Linked DNA regions of Sus scrofa: all the other regions are linked to region 3. The links are chromatin contacts, called in public HiChIP or PLAC-seq and promoter capture Hi-C maps. All regions are on one chromosome and are shown on one strand. Each heading gives the region's core, a stretch centred on a gene start, on an enhancer-like site or on the middle of the called end of the contact. The rest is flanking DNA. Distances are from core to core; before and after follow the strand shown. Region 1 overlaps ABL1 (tyrosine-protein kinase ABL1). Region 2 overlaps ABL1 (tyrosine-protein kinase ABL1). Region 3 holds the start of ABL1 (tyrosine-protein kinase ABL1).

Evidence for each region. Promoter capture Hi-C pulls out the DNA fragments that hold promoters and counts their contacts. HiChIP or PLAC-seq counts read pairs in DNA pulled down with a chosen protein or histone mark.
Region 1: a contact with region 3 is called in an H3K27ac HiChIP or PLAC-seq map of skeletal muscle. The contact joins the enhancer-like site here to the promoter of ABL1 in region 3. A contact is called at or near these places in 2 of 5 promoter capture datasets (fetal liver and liver), 8 of 47 Hi-C or Micro-C datasets (embryonic fibroblasts, epiblast stem cells, fetal heart ventricle and 2 more) and 1 of 2 datasets of contacts at active chromatin or transcription factors (skeletal muscle).
Region 2: a promoter capture Hi-C map of liver shows a contact between it and region 3, with 4 times the contacts expected there. The contact joins the enhancer-like site here to the promoter of ABL1 in region 3. A contact is called at or near these places in 2 of 5 promoter capture datasets (fetal liver and liver), 10 of 47 Hi-C or Micro-C datasets (embryonic fibroblasts, epiblast stem cells, fetal heart ventricle and 3 more) and 2 of 2 datasets of contacts at active chromatin or transcription factors (alveolar macrophages and skeletal muscle).

What each region holds. Positions count from the first base shown.
Region 1 is chr1:270,810,978-270,813,677 of Sscrofa11.1, forward strand. All of the region lies in intron 2 of ABL1 (tyrosine-protein kinase ABL1), which reads left to right. Among named protein-coding and RNA genes, the nearest start is that of ABL1, 51 kb to the left of the region's middle. Within about 2 kb of position 1,429, at least 19 of the 83 cell types and tissues checked have an H3K27ac peak or open chromatin away from gene starts, as enhancers often do. A contact at or near this core is called in skeletal muscle, where this site is marked.
Region 2 is chr1:270,793,044-270,795,743 of Sscrofa11.1, forward strand. All of the region lies in intron 2 of ABL1 (tyrosine-protein kinase ABL1), which reads left to right. Among named protein-coding and RNA genes, the nearest start is that of ABL1, 33 kb to the left of the region's middle. Within about 2 kb of position 1,403, at least 7 of the 83 cell types and tissues checked have an H3K27ac peak or open chromatin away from gene starts, as enhancers often do. A contact at or near this core is called in liver, where this site is marked.
Region 3 is chr1:270,760,278-270,762,977 of Sscrofa11.1, forward strand. It overlaps ABL1 (tyrosine-protein kinase ABL1), which reads left to right and starts at 1,364. Exons shown (of 12, transcript XM_005660524.3): 1 at 1,364-1,496; 2 at 2,549-2,700.

The DNA of each region.
Region 1 (2,700 bases), core at 179-2,678, 51 kb after region 3:
TGATTAACGAGTTGAGGAATTAAGAAACTGTCTCAGGGAGTTGGTGCTGTGCCACAGCAGGTTGAGGATCTGGTATCATGTCTGCGGTGGCACAGATTGGCTCCCTGGCCCTGCGCAGTGGGTTAAAAGGATCTGGAGTTGGCACAGCTGTAGTATAGGTGGCAGGTATGGCTTGGATTCCATCCCTGGGTCAGGAACTTCCATATGCCTGGGGCGCAGCCAAAAAAAACCAAACAAATAAGCAAACAAGAAACCCTCTCAGATAGTTTGTACGACGTTTGTGTTTTCCAGACTTTGATTTCTTCAGCGAAGATCCCGCCTTGCTGGGGGTCAGTGGGTGTGCAGGGGTAGGTCAGGCGTGTGTTTTGGCTGGGCTGGCCTGCTGGTTCTTGCACAGACGTAGGATCCTTGGTCCTCCCCCGCCTCCCTCCGCCCAGCCCCGTCTCACTTCCATCCTGCACTCTGCTTGCTGTCTTCCTGTCCTGGTTGTCCTGGCAGGTGGGCTCCCTCTATCACTCTGCTCTTTCAAGACTCTCCTCAGCTGTGATGTCCTCCGCTCTGCTTCCCAAGGTGATGTGCACCCATCTGCTTTCACATTCCAAAAAGTTTGAGATTCCTTGAATCTTTCTGTTCCTTCATTGTTACGGGTTTAGATTTTTGGAGAATTCCTTTGTTGTACTTTAAAGGGGTCACAGTCAGGAGAAGGGGATAAGCACATGTGCTCAGGCCACCATCTTTCCTCGGAAATTCAGAATCATTATTTTAATACTGTTGATGATTATGGATTACTGCAGGTAGAGAAAACATAGGCCATTAAACCAGATATGTATTAACCTCTAGGGTATTCTCTAGAGCTTAGAACTTTCTTAAAGTTCCTTGTATTTTGAAGATTTGTCATTTTCTCCTTGAGAGTTAAAAAAAGTTTGTGGTGAGAGTTCCCATCGTGGCGCAGAGGAAACGAATCTGACTAGGTACCATGAGGTTGTGGGTTCAATCCCTGGCCTCGCTCCATGGGTTAAGGATCCAGCGTTGCCGTGAGCTGTGGTGTAGGTCGAAGAGGAGGCTTGGATCCCGAGCTGCTGTGGCTGCAGTGTAGGCCAGCAGCTACAGCTCTGATTAGACCCCTAGTCTGGAAACCTCCATATGCCACGGGTACGGCCCTAAAAAGACAAAAGACAAAAGACAAAAAAAAAAAAAAAGTTTGTGGTAATTAGGGAAGAAAAAATTTCCTAGTTAATTGAAAGTTATGATTAAGTGAGATTTAAATATCATATATTGAGAATGATGACTTTTTTAATCTAAGAATTAATTTCTAATTACTTGTTCACAAAACAGCCCCCCATGTGATGTGATAACAGCCTCTGGTCCAAGCAGCTGCCAGGTGAATGAAAGCTGATCTGGAGTGACAGAGTGGCAGTAACAGCACTGGAGATGTGTATGCAGTTGTTAAGATGATTCACTTGGTAGCTATGGCAACAGAGATCAACAGAGGGAGAAGGAGAGAGATGCTGGAAAAGCAGCAGCACGTTTTAGTAACAGTCATTATTCATAATGGCAAAGCTGTTTACTATAAAAATTCCATCCTTCTTTGCCTCTTTGCTGCCCTCCGCCATTTCTTACTTTATGTTGGAGCCTGCTGATTTATGGCGTCACATGGTACAATTTCACCTCTGAAACGAAGTCTGTAAAGTCCTGAGGTGTGTTAAAGACTCTGATCCCAACAGTAAATCTCGAAAGGATCTCGTACCATTTATCCCTTTATGCTTGGAGAGGGGGACTTACAAGTTTCTATAGAGAAACGGGTTGGAAGTGGTGTCTTTGATAACGAAGTGCCTCAACTGAGCAACTAGATACATATATATGTATATACTGTGTGTGTGTGTGTGTGTGTGTGTGAATGAAGAATCTGTTGTGCAGGGAATTGCTTTGGGTTTAAAACAGTGTTATACTTTTGATACTTTTAGGTGGCTAATGTCTTGGTAAGGATAAAATAGAAATATGGCGAAGTTGCATTTGATTTTGAGAGATACTACGGGCAAAGCCTGACATTCAGTTTGATTACTAGAGGCTTTAATATTTACAGCTCCTTGGCTATTGTATTAATAGAGCCACTCTACTTTCTGGCACCATGGAAACCTTTTATAATTCGAATGTTCTCAAAAAGAACACTGTGTGAAAATGATCAGCCCCAAATATAAACTACGTTTTAAAAAAGTAAATACATTTTATGTTGGTTCATCCTCTGGTTTTTGGTTGTCTCTTTTGGGAAGGAAGCAGTAGGGCCTTTTGGAAATGTGGTGACCAAGTAACACCAAAGTTATCTGGTTACAGGCCATGCAGATGTAGCCTTATGTGCTTTTGTCATGCTGTTGGTGATCTTGGGACTGCCTGTATCTGACCAGTCCCCAGATGAAACCTCTTAAAGGTTCCGTTTTGGATTCTGTTCACCTCATGTTGATACTTGTACCAGGTCCTTCCTCGCCCCAGGCCTTTGCACCTGCTATTTCTAGGTGAATTGTCCCCCTGCTTGCCAGTCTCACACGCTCCTCTTTTTGGCTAACACTTCCTCCAGGTCTCATCTTCCATGTCACTTTCAGAGACCTTTCCAGTCTCAGTCAGACTCTCTAGCACCTGTGGTAGTCCTTGTTGGCACTTTGCATGCGTAGAATGAACCCTGTTAGTGTGGCAGTTCCTTAAAGC
Region 2 (2,700 bases), core at 153-2,652, 33 kb after region 3:
CTGACCTCTGCCATTTGACGTGAGGGTAAGAAGGTTTTGAGGGGTGTGTGTCTGGGGCATTTTATTTTATTTTATTTTTTATTTTTGTCTTTTTGCCATTTCTTGGGCTGCTCCCGCAGCATATGGAGGTTTCCAGGCTAGGGGTCTAATCGGAGCTGTAGCCACCGGCCTACGCCAGAGCCACAGCAATCGGGATCCGAGCCACATCTGCAACCTACACCACAGCTCACGGCAACGCCGGATCGTTAACCCACTGAGCAAGGGCAGGGATCGAACCCGAACCTCATGGTTCCTAGTTGGATTTGATAACCACTATGCCACGATGGGAACTCCAGTCTGGGGCATTTTAAAAGGAAAGGAGGGAGTTCCCGTTATGGCTCAGTGGTGATGAACCCGACTAGGAACCATGAGGTTGCGGGTTCGATCCCTGGCCTCGCTCAGTGGGTCAGGAATCTGGCATTGCCGTGAGCTGTGGTGTAGGTCGCAGACGCGGTTCGGATCTGGTATTGCTATGGCTGTGGCGTAGGCCGGCAGTGGTAGCTCCAATTGGACCCCTAGCCTGGGAACCTCCATATGCCTAGGGTGCGGGCCTAAAAGCGCAAAAAAAAAAAAAGGGAAATGAAAATAAACAAAGCTCTTTCTTGCTTTGCACTCCTGGTTGTGACGTTTGGGCCTTTGGGCTCCCTCCCCCAGGCCACTGCCTGGACAGAGCCGGCTCCCTTGGTGCCGCTGCCGTGCTTTCCGTGTAGTTGCACCTCAGGGGAGCAGAGGAGTCCCAAACAGAAAGGGGGTCTCAGACTATTTTATTCTGCAGAATTCTCTCCTGACCTTGTGGGAAGGCAGTTTGGGGTGCCTTGTAGAAGAAGTTTGCCTTCTAAGCAAAGACACTGAGGCTGCTCACGCCTATGTCCTCTGAGCTCAGAGCAGGTTGTTCTAAGACAGCCCACTTGGGAAGGGCTGCTTGCCCCCTGCAGGAGAACGCCGGCTGGTGGGGAGCGCTCGGGCCGTTGAGAAGCTGACTTTCATACAAGAACCTGGAGGAGTTTGGTGAGGATTCTGAGAAAGCTAAGAAGCTGTGTCATCGTCCCCCCCCTCCCCCGGCATCCGGTGTCCCCAAGCACTGTCTTTCCTAGTCACTTGGGAACTGGGATTAGGACTGCCTTCCTTGAAGGTGTACGGTTACAGTTACTTGGGTGATTTGCTGATCTGCATTGAGTGCTCACTCGGAGCAGGGCCACGTCTGGGTGCTTAGTGCGTCATATTCCCATTTTGATTTGCAGAGTGGTGAGGACTTTGGGCCCAGAAGTTCTGGAGTCCTGGCTCTCTCTTTACTAGCTGTCATTTGGCCAAAGTCGTACTTGTTTCATTGGGTTTGGGAGGGTGACTGAGCGAGGGCATGATCTCATTCATCAGAGGGAAGGGAGGCCTGCTAAGGGGCCTTGGAAGGTTCTCCAGGACCGTGCAGTGCAGCCTGGGGGCAACTGCCCTGCAGACTCCTGTGGAGCCAGGGGTGGTGTTTCCCAGGACAGCTGCTGTTTGCCATTTACTGTAGTAACTGCTGAGCACATTGTGTGTGGGATTCTCCGAGGGGTTTGCGTGCAGACTCTGGTTTAATCCTCCCCATAGCACTGCAGCGTCGGTAACTAACTAGCCACTTCTCATCTACTCAGTGTGGGGACAGGATGGGAGCCCAGGCTCCTGTCACAGCCTTGGGAGGTTCACCCCAGGCCACGCTGCAGATGTTTAGTTTTCACGATTTAACCTGGTTGACATGTCGTCTTCTTACGCTTGGGTCACAGACCAGTTGGGGTTGGCTTTGTCACTGCCTTCCTTGCAGATCCTGGTGCTGTTGGGGTGTCATTTCGCTGCACCAAGGAGAAGCAGTTGCTCTGCTGGGTCTTCTACCTCCTCCTCTAGGTCCGTCCTTGGGTGTGGGGACTTAACACTATTAAGAACTGGGACATTGTTACCAACGAGGATTCCTGTTATTCTCGGGTTTGTAGTAGAGACCTGTTGTTCCTGGATTTCCTTCTGTTCTCTTAACGCACACCCTTCCTAGTCTTACAGATGGCAGGGGTTCTAGAAAGCGGGAGAGCGTCTGATTTTTCCAAGTGGCTGCACTACTGATCCTTGTAAAAGGAACTGAAAATATTAGGAGATGCTTTTCTGCTTAAATATTAGGATAATAAATCTTTATTGTACTGTTTCTGTTCTTTTTAAGGAAGAAAATTTCTCATAAAATTTTTGGTGGCTAAATGTATTTTCTCCCCTTTTGTGACTATTCACGGTCTTTGGCGTATCATTAAAATCTGATAATTGGAGTTCCTGTCGTGGCCCAGTGGTTAACGAATCCGACTAGGAACCATGAGGTTGTGGCTTCGGTCCCTGCCTTGCTCAGTAGGTTGAGGATCCTGTGTTGCCCTGAGCTGTGGTGTAGGTTGCAGACGCGGCTCGGATCCTGCATTGCTGTGGCTCTGGCGTGGGCCGGTGGCTGCAGCTCTGATTAGACCCCTAGCCTGGGAACCTCCATATGCCGCGGGAGCGGCCCAAGAAATGGCAAAAAGACAAAAAAAAAAAAAAAAAATCTGATAATTGACTCCAGGTTAGCAAAGTGACATCTGTCTTCTCTCCAGCCTGTCAGTCTTTCCCCCCACAAACCCCCCGCTCCCTGAAGTCTCTCACAGATTTTTTTCTTTGTGA
Region 3 (2,700 bases), core at 114-2,613:
CATAGGCTTCCTAATTCAGTACTTCCCAGTGACTTTTTTGAAGCCAATATCTATAAACTCATCAGCACCATTTCCCAATCCGGCAGAAATGTCTAAAATACACCATCCAATAATGGAAAGTACAGTGTCTGTACTATGACTATGGTGTCCCCCCACTAATAGTGCGACTTCTAAGAAGTCAATTGCCTAATGTCAGGTCAACAGTTATGGGAGTGGTACAACAAAAAAAACCAAAGGCTTTGGAGCAAGGTCAGTCTGGGCTCAAATAGTGACTCTTACAGAACGAGCCCACCATAAGTCACCTCATCTGTATATGGGGAATGATATTACATGCCTCGCTGTCTGCAGTGAGGATTAAATGAGCATCCAGTTTATGAAAAGCGTAATAGGCCTAGTATAGACCCGTGTTGTGATGAGTGGATCCTTTAGAAATGGGTATATCCTGGTCTGGTAGGTGCACTGCTCTGGGGAGACATGGGGAGTGGTGAATTGGGGGTTAGGGTACATTTTAGTTGCATATTTAAATGGGTTATGGCAGGTGTGGATTTGGTGTGTCTGGGTCACTGGCTAGCTCTGCAGGCCTACTAAACAATCTCGACTAAGAGGTTTTCATGTGAATACCTGTACATCTCTGAACTGTTTAACCCCTCCCCTTTTATTCCCCCAGTTTTATTGAGAAAAAATTAACACACGTCACTGTATGAGTTTAAGTTCAAAGTTTCCTGCTCACCCAAACGTCTATGATTGTGCCTGGCTTAGCCTCCGAAAGGCTCTTAACAAATGCTGTTTCTTTAGAATGAGCCTCCTGATATTCCGAAGAAATAATTCGTTAGCAGTCTGTCGGATGCTTTCCAGTTGTTTATTTTTCGCTGGTACTAATATTTATGTTTCTTGGAGAAAAGGTGGGAATGGAGGCGGGGGGTGGAGCGGTGAAGGCACCAAATACCTTGGTTTCCAGGAGCGAGCTAAATTTTCTCAAAGAGGCTCAAGGAAGTGATCCAACTCCGGTTCTGGGAAAATCCAATCCGCAGTTTTCTCCTTGCTTTGGTTTCTCGCCGGTCTACTAACAGCTCAGGGGAGACATTGGCCAGCCCTACGCGAAGCCGGCTAGAGTTCACCGGCTCCCAGGAGGGCGGGACGAAGCTCAGGAGCGGGAGCAGAGGGCAAGCCTCGGGTGAGCACCGACAGGGGCGGGCGCCGCAGGACCACAACTCCCGCCACGCCTTGCGAGCTGCGCCGAAGGTGGTTGGCTAGAAGCTCTACCCCACTGTCCCTACTGGCCAATGGGATGCAGGAGAGAGCCCTGACCCGGATTCTCGCGAACCAAAGGCAGTACAGGGGAGGCGGGAGCTTCCTTACCACTCGCCTTGCTCTCGGGAAAAAACCACATTTTAACAGGTCCTGCAGGACCCGGCCCTCGCGGGCAAGGAGGCTGGAGCCGAAAGGCGCTGCGGCGTACCCGAAAGCGGCGCCGAGAGGGTCCGGGTCCCCGCGAGGTGCGCACGGGACGTCACCGGGGGCGGGGCCAGGGGCGGGGCCTGGCCTCGTTGTGGAGCTGCTCGTAATCCATCATGGCGGCCACGGGGGTCGGTGACCGTCCCTGAGCAGCGCTGGAGCCGGAGCCGGTTCCCGGGTCCCGCGGTTGAGGAGCCCTTCCGTTGCCCACGGCCCTAACCTGCTGGGGGAGGTTGGGTCCCGCGGCGGAGCTCGGGGGATGTGACCGCCTGACGGCGGCGGCCGTAGCAACGTCCGGGGCCGGGGGAGGGGGTGTCTCTGGCAGAGACCCCCCCCAGGTTAGGGGCAGCTGAGGCGGCCGGGCCTACCCCCCTCCGCCCGCTTCCCGCCCTCGGAGCCTCGGGAGTCCTTCGCCCCTTCCAGCCCAGCCCCGACTCTGGGACCCTGAGGGTGGTCTCTTTCCCCAGACCTGGGACACCCCGATTCCTGAGGCGTGGAGGAGCGTCGCTCCCGAAGTAAGCCGCCCGCGCCCCGCCCTGGCAGCCTCCCTCTTACCCCCGAGCCGCCCCTTGCTCCTGCCTCCTGGGTTCAAGTGTGGCCTCGGAGCCCCCATTCAAATCCCCTTCCTGCTGTCAAGTGGCCTCCCCTTGCCCCCAGGTTGCTCCCGTGAGCCTCTAATGCCCTGACTTCTTCCAATGTCACCTACGGCCCCCTTAGTCTCAGCCCAGCCAGAAACTTTAATGCAAAGGAAAAGCCTGGACTGGTTTCACAGGCCTTTTAAAAAGCGGACTTAAAAGTTGCTGGCAATGCATTCCTTCTCGTCAGAGTCGAGGGCCAGCTCTCTCTGAAGGCCGGGTGACCCGTGTCCTTTTCCGGAGAGCAGGGTAGAGAAGCAGGCGAGGAGCGGCAGCTAGTGCGGCAGGAAATCTGCCGCGGAAGATGAAGACACCGAGATAGGGGGTGGGTGACTTCCCCAGGAAAAGTTCTGGAGGCGCATCCAAAGACAAGCAACATTTCCTTGATGTGTGGGAATCGAAATGACTTGAGCCTTACTGACCGTCTTACAGCATCCCCTGTGAATATTTCTGTTTAGGTTTTTCTCCTTGAAAGGGAAGAAGCTGTTACTCAGCCAGTAAAGGACACAAAATCAAGCAGCTTGGGTCCCATTGCCCTGATATGACTTCAAGTTGATCAACTGCGAAAATAATCGGAACTCCTGTTTACATATTGTCAACCTGAAATCTT